2 separate regions of the Dromaius novaehollandiae genome follow, and region 2 is linked to region 1. The links are chromatin contacts, called in public Hi-C maps. All regions are on one chromosome and are shown on one strand. The core of a region is the stretch at or near the end of the contact, and the rest is flanking DNA. Distances in the headings are between cores, read along the strand shown.

Evidence for each region. A called contact is a pair of places that touch in the nucleus more often than the background predicts.
Region 2: a contact with region 1 is called in a Hi-C map of liver, with 12 times the contacts expected there. The contact joins the promoter of PHLDA1 here to the promoter of KRR1 in region 1. A contact is called at or near these places in 2 of 4 Hi-C or Micro-C datasets (brain and liver).

The regions. Positions count from the first base shown.
Region 1 is chr1:38,632,126-38,635,386 of bDroNov1.hap1, forward strand. KRR1 (KRR1 small subunit processome component homolog) reads right to left here and starts at 1,758. Exons shown (of 10, transcript XM_026100418.2): 1 at 1,601-1,758; 2 at 892-1,067; 3 at 254-388; 4 at 1-86. The coding sequence starts at 1,754.
Region 2 is chr1:38,781,254-38,784,514 of bDroNov1.hap1, forward strand. It overlaps PHLDA1 (pleckstrin homology like domain family A member 1), which reads right to left and starts at 1,751. Exons shown (of 1, transcript XM_064509259.1): 1 at 1-1,751. The coding sequence starts at 1,490. The coding sequence ends at 1,011.

The DNA.
Region 1 (3,261 bases), core at 508-3,007:
CTTTTTATAAAACTTTCTCTGTTTCTCACTAGAGATCCTATTTTAATGATATCACATGCAACATCATCCTGTAGGATACGAACTGCCTAAAGATACAAGAAGCAGATCTGAATATCATCTGAATACAGATGTGTTATCTAGAACAGTCTTCTCACTTCAGTTGACTCTACTGGCAAGTCCCACATTTTGAAAACTTAGTATAAGTATTTTGACATAGATAATCTGATACAAACTTCCATGACATGGTACAGACCTGTTCAAATGGAACACTTCTTGCTAGAAGTTTTATTAAATCTCTAGCCCTGATGATTGCATATGGATCAAAAGTCTTCTTAGTGGTAGTGACAGTCATGCTACCTTCAATTAGATCCAGTGTTGCACTCACATACTGCAATATTTGAAAAGAAATAGTGAATTAATCTCTAAATAAGAATCTCAGAATACCCCTTCAGTATTAAGAAGTTAGGAAACAGAACACTATATACTAAATGCAGATCCATTTTGAAGAAATCCTAAAATGACTTCCAGCTTAAGAAAATTCAAGAAAAACTGACTGAATATACACATCACAAGGCCTGAAACATTACCTCCCTCATCTCCTTCAATTTGAGTGCAATAAAGTTATCAGCTTCTGGATGACTAGATTCTTGCTACTGCAACAAGCTTCACTGAAAATTTAACAATCATAAGGAATTGTAGGTCTGGCTACACAGACTTCCACTGATATCAATGGGAATGAAAAATAACACTATGAATTCCAAATGTAAGCATATTATAAATATAAATACATGCAATAATGCAAAAGTGACCCACACTATTTTTACTAGCTTATGTACTACCTGTATGTCCCAAACAATAAAATATAACATTATAATTAGCAACTATTCATACATGTTCACTCAAGGCTTTCTGGACTAGCGGCCAGCATTCTTTCAGGTATGCTTCTCTATACTTCGGGAATAATGTTGCAAAACTGCTTTCTTCCAGAAGCCCTCTAGGATTATCTTCTCTTGTAAAGGCCGGCTCTTTCCATCCATCTGGGACTGTGAGAAGTTCAGATTCATCAACTGTCAAAAAAAACCCCAACATATTTAATTGCTTTTTGTCTTTCACTAGTGACTAATCTCCCTCCTCCCTGTTTAACTACAGAAGACTAGCAGAAAACAGGTACTCAGCCAGCTTCATTCAACACCCAGTTATCCACTTGTCCTGCCCTTGAAGAAATTATTGCTCTAAAGAGAGTTACTCAAAAGAGTTCCACAACTGACAGACATGGTATCATACGAGAATCAGGTACAACACTTTCAGACGAGCAATCAAAGTGCTTTGAGGAGGGGGGCACCACAGTAAAACCACCGCTGCCCACTTCCCGCACTGAATAACTACATCCAGCTCATCTCAAGCGACGCAGGCCCCAGGAAGCCGCCCGGCTTTCACGCGCTGCCCCGGACCCTTACAAAGCGGCTGCCGAGCTCCGAGATCTGCCGTGGCGGCTCCCTGGGGCCACCGCAGGGACCCGCGGCGAGGGCCCAGCACACGCCGGCTCCGCCGCGCCCGGCCCTCCGGCCAGGCCGCTGCCGCCCCGCACATCCGCCCCCACCTTTCGTCGCTTTCTTTTTGTGAAAGCGCTTCGGTGGCGCCACCGGCTGCTGCTGCTCCGCCGCCACCGCCACTGCGTCTGCTCCCCTCGGAGCCGCCATGCCAGTTGGCATCGGACCTTTCACCCGCCGCCGGAAGAGGGCGGTGGGGTGCATTGCATGCCGGGAACTGTAGTCCTCGGTGTGTGGCCGCGCTGCATGCCGGGATCTGCGGTCCCCGCTGGGAAGAGGGCCGCGCTGCATGCCGGGATCTGTAGTCCCCAGTGCGTGACCGCGCGCTGCATGCCGGGATCTGCGGTGCCCAGTGCATGGCCGCGCGCTGCATGCCGGGACCTGTAGTCTCGCCCGCGCCCCGCTGTGGGGCCGCGGAGGCAGCGGCGCGGGTGGCGGCCCGCGGCCTGGCGCCGGTGGCGGATCTGTCCCGCACCACCGCCCGTGGCCCCTCGCTGTAAAACTGAGGGGGTCCTCACAGCGGAGCGGATAGAAAGGGTCTTTTGGTGTGCTGTTTCAGCCCAGGGACGTGGGGCCGAGGCGTTGTCCTCGTCCCTGGCCAGGAAGGGCCTGGGGGGGAAACGGAGTGGAGCGGGGGTACCCCTGCGACGCCCCAGTTTTGTGTTTGCGGGCAGCAGATGCACAGCAAACTGATGAAGAACTCTTAAAAAAAAGAATAGATGACTGGAAGTAAAATGGAAATCTGTGTCACCCCCACTCTCCAAATATATTAACCATATATTAATACCAACCTTCATTTTGAAGATTGTTCGTTGGAAAACGCCACTAAAAATGAATGAGAAAAATGACCGTGAAATCCATGTGTTTTAGAAGGTCAAAACAGTAGGCAAACGTTTTCCATTAACAAAATTAAAAAAAGAAAAGCCCACAACTCTCGGAGACGTGATTGAGACAAGCCACATCGCGGCAGTGGGCAGGCGTTGGGCTGGAATGTGGCCAAGCGCGCTTAAGTTAATTAGCACTCCGGTTGGTCTCTGACATTTAATTATAAAGGCTAACCAAGCTTTATCTACCAGCAAAATGTTAGTGGGTGCGGGGACGCCTGTGGGACGCGGTGTCGCGCTTGGTGCAAAACTGATGTGCCGGACCTCACCTCACGGGCACGTGTGCTGCCTGCTCCGGCTGGGTAGGGCGGCTGTGTGTTGCTAAAATTGCACCTTTATTTGGTTTAAATGCATACCCGCGTGCGCACAGCACTTTCCTCTCAACAGTTAAATCTTGGGGGATATGGGTGAGGCTCAAGGGGATGCGTTTAGGAGGTGCGGACTCGCTGAAGCAGCTGAGCGATGGCTGCTAAGCCTCCAAAAGCCTTGGCGTTACAATTTGTATGCAGAGCAATACACGTTTCCCTATCGGGTTGTCCTTCCCCAAGAGCAGGAAGGTGAAAATAAAGTCAATGCAAATCAGCACAGGCGTTCTACTCTGTTTCCCAGGGATAAGCAATGCTGTTTTCCACTATTTCCACCATGGTCAACAGCCAGGTGCCAGGTATTTCAGGCCACACATCAGATTTACTTGCTATTTGTGAACACAAAAACCCCCATAGTTTTCCATTGTAATTACTTCATTCTAATGTGTGCCTGCACCTTGGTGACAGTGGTTCCTACTTCTAACAGAAAAATTAACCTTAAACTGGCTAGACTGGGTGAGT
Region 2 (3,261 bases), core at 501-3,000, 150 kb after region 1:
CTTCATGTCTTCATCAACATTTTTAGAGGCAAGATCACACGCATCTCTCAACATCTGACAGTGCTAAACACCAAAATTAATCTAGTTTATCTCAGCTACAGAGCAACTTTCAGCTTATGAATACTGTGACCAAAATAATCCATTTGCACACTAAGATGTATATAACTTTAAACTAGGGGCTACTTCAATGCAAGACATTTAAAAACTGCCATGAAAATTTGGCCACGGTCAAGAACCCAGACCTTTCACAAACTGACTGTGCGGATGAAGCCCTGGACTCAGATGCTTGGAGATGTCCATAAACACTTCTCAGCTCCTGCCCTCTAGCCTAGAAGGAGCAAACACATAATACAGATAATTTAAATCCAGCTGTGAGTCATGTGTGACAAGAGAAATTGGTCAGGTTCCCCTCAACTCATGCATTAGACTTTTCTTTTTTAATCTTGGAATAACAATCATTATTTTTGAGTAAACAAACGTGTGTAAAGTTTTATCATCTTCCACCATGCGTGTATTTTAGAAGAAAGCCATTTTAGACCCGGACTCTAGTCGTTATTTTCACTAGAGAGAAGCGCTTTCGTACACAGTGAGGGCTTTGGTCGAATCCCAAACCACACCTTTTCCACGTAATACAGTATATTGGAGTAAAAGTGAAAAACCCTTGTCTAACTGCACGTGGCCAAATTACCCCAACTTCTTCGTTTCTTTAGGGAGCTAACGTATAGTGGTTTTTTTCCCCCTTTGCTTTTCGGGGACGGCCTACATTCAGAAATGTCTTGCAAACAAGCCTTTAAAAAATCGAAGGAAAAAACAAACAAAAAACCCCCCACAACGGCTAATAAATAAAATACATTAAAATAAAGTTACAGCACATCATGTCTCCTAGGAGAAGTCCCGCGGCACCGACGGCTCCTTCCCACGGTTCACGAACAACGCGGCCGCGGCGCTGCTCGGCGCGGGGCGGCGGCGGCAGCGCGGAGCGGGAGCGGGGCCGGGGCCGGGGCCGGTGCCTAGGCGGAGCTGGAGGCGCTGCGGCGGCGCGGGGCCGGCGGCGGCGCCAGGAGCTGCTGCTGCTTGTGGCGGGTGGAGCGGACGGCGAGCACGGCCTGGCGGTTCTTGTACTGCACCATCTGCAGCGTGATCGCCGCGTTCCAGCCCTGCTCCTGCGCGCACCGAAAGTCGATCTCCTTGCCCTCGGCCATCACCACCGTGAAGTACACGTACTTGCCCTTGCGCTCCACGCAGTCCACCGTCTTCATGTTGGAGAAGTGCAGCTCCTTCATCTTGGCCGCCGGCTCGGTCGTCGTCGGCGGCTGCTGCTGCTGCTGCTGCGGCTGCTGCTGCGGCGGCGGCGGCTGCTGCTTGGGCGGGATGAGGAGCAGCCCCTCCTCGGTGAGGATGCAGCGCTTCTTCTTCCAGAGCTGCAGCAGCCCGTCGCTCCGCTTCTCCAGCACGCCCTCCTTCACCGCCTTGCAGCCGCTCTCCAGCATCCTGCCGGCACCGGCCGACGGCCTCGGCCCGCCGGGGCTGGCGTCGGGCGGCAGCCGGCACCAGCCGAGCACCCGCCGCCCCGCGCCGGCGCCGAGGCGGAGGGCGGGCAGCGCCCCGGCCCGCAGCGAGCGCAGCGGCGGCGTGGCGGGGCTGCGCGGCTCCGCCGGCTCTGCCGCCGCTTTTCCCTCCCCTCCGCTTTTGAGCGCGCCTCTCCCGCCCCCGCCTGACACCGGCGGAAAAGGCGGCCCCGCCGCCCGCGGGGAAGCCCGGCGCCGCCGCGCCCGCGGCCCCCGCCCGCGCTCCCCCTCCGCAGGGGCGAGCGCAAGGCAGCGGCGCTGCGCGGGGCGGTCGGCGCAGGCGGCCGCGGCCCCGGCCCGCAGGAGCCAAGGGCCCTTCCTGCCGTGCGCTCCTGCCGCGGCCACGTCCAGCAACGCCGGTGCCAGCTTGGAGCGACACCCCGATGCTGAGGCAGTCGTCGCTCCCTCGCACAGAGGAAGCGAAGCCGGACAGCCAGCCTCGGCCACGGCCTCCCCTGCTCCACGGCACCGCTCTGCACTTCGCTGGGGAAAATATATATATATATACACACACACATTTATGTATGTAGATTATTTTTTACTCTTCCCAGCAGAACGAGTGAGGTCAAAAGGAAGCAAGCATGTAGCTCACTTCCCAAAGGAAACCCTGAGAGCTTATTACTTGGAAATTTTAGAACTAGACTAGAAAAATCCCTAGCAAAAATCCAAACAGAAACAGCCAGAGTCATTTCTAATTATTCCGCCTTGTTGCTACACATGAGCTTATGGTTTGGATTCCCCCGCCCCAGGTTAGATAGCGTTTGGTTTAGGTCCTTTGAATTCGAGAAAAGTAGCCCAAGGTTATTATTAAACTATTTGTTTTAAAATCTTCCAGTGTATTAGATCTAAATCAAAAGCCCACAGAATTAAATTTGGCTGACAACGCCAATGTAAACCAAGTGCTGGAAATTTCACATTATGTTTGAGTACTACTTTTTTAAACATGTATTTTAGGTGGCTATAAGAAACAAACACCCCCTCACAATAATCTTGGCAGCCAGGAAGCAGGCTATGCTATGGTATAGCTCAGCAGGAACAAACCAGGAAAAAACCTCCAACATTGATGACTGCTTTAATGGAGCCCATCTCTGATAACACTAAAACATGTTTCCTCTTACATATCTTAAAAATTATAATCTTTTCCTCTTAAAATTAAAAAAAAAGATAAACTGTTGAGAGGTAAACAATTAAGGTAATAAAGGCAATCCATTTTCTCATTAACTTTTACCTTTAACCTGACTGGAAGACACTCAAATCGGTAATAAAGGCAGCTTACTAGCCACAAACTGAACTAAGGGTATTACTATCTTGAAAGTCCATTTGTCTAAAGAATAGTCCCTTCTCCTTAGAACTTAATAGGTAAGATACTGGTCATTCTCACAATAATTTTATGCCTATCTTAACAGAGTATTAGTGTTAGAAAGATCTGAATACCATTCACGATCGTTTCAAACACAGTTCACTCCAATTAAAATCTAGGTCCTTGGTGCAAATACCTGCATCTTCAGCTACTGAAGCATATTCAAGCAGCCTCACACATGGCTTGAATGGAATAAGAGGATCTCCTAACTTCTCACATGATGCATTTTGAATTTATTTCTTGACTCCTGATTAAGTAAATGTGTCACATGAACACAGACTTCATTTTGGAATTGTCAAACCACAGCAATCATATAACTAGTTAAAACATTTA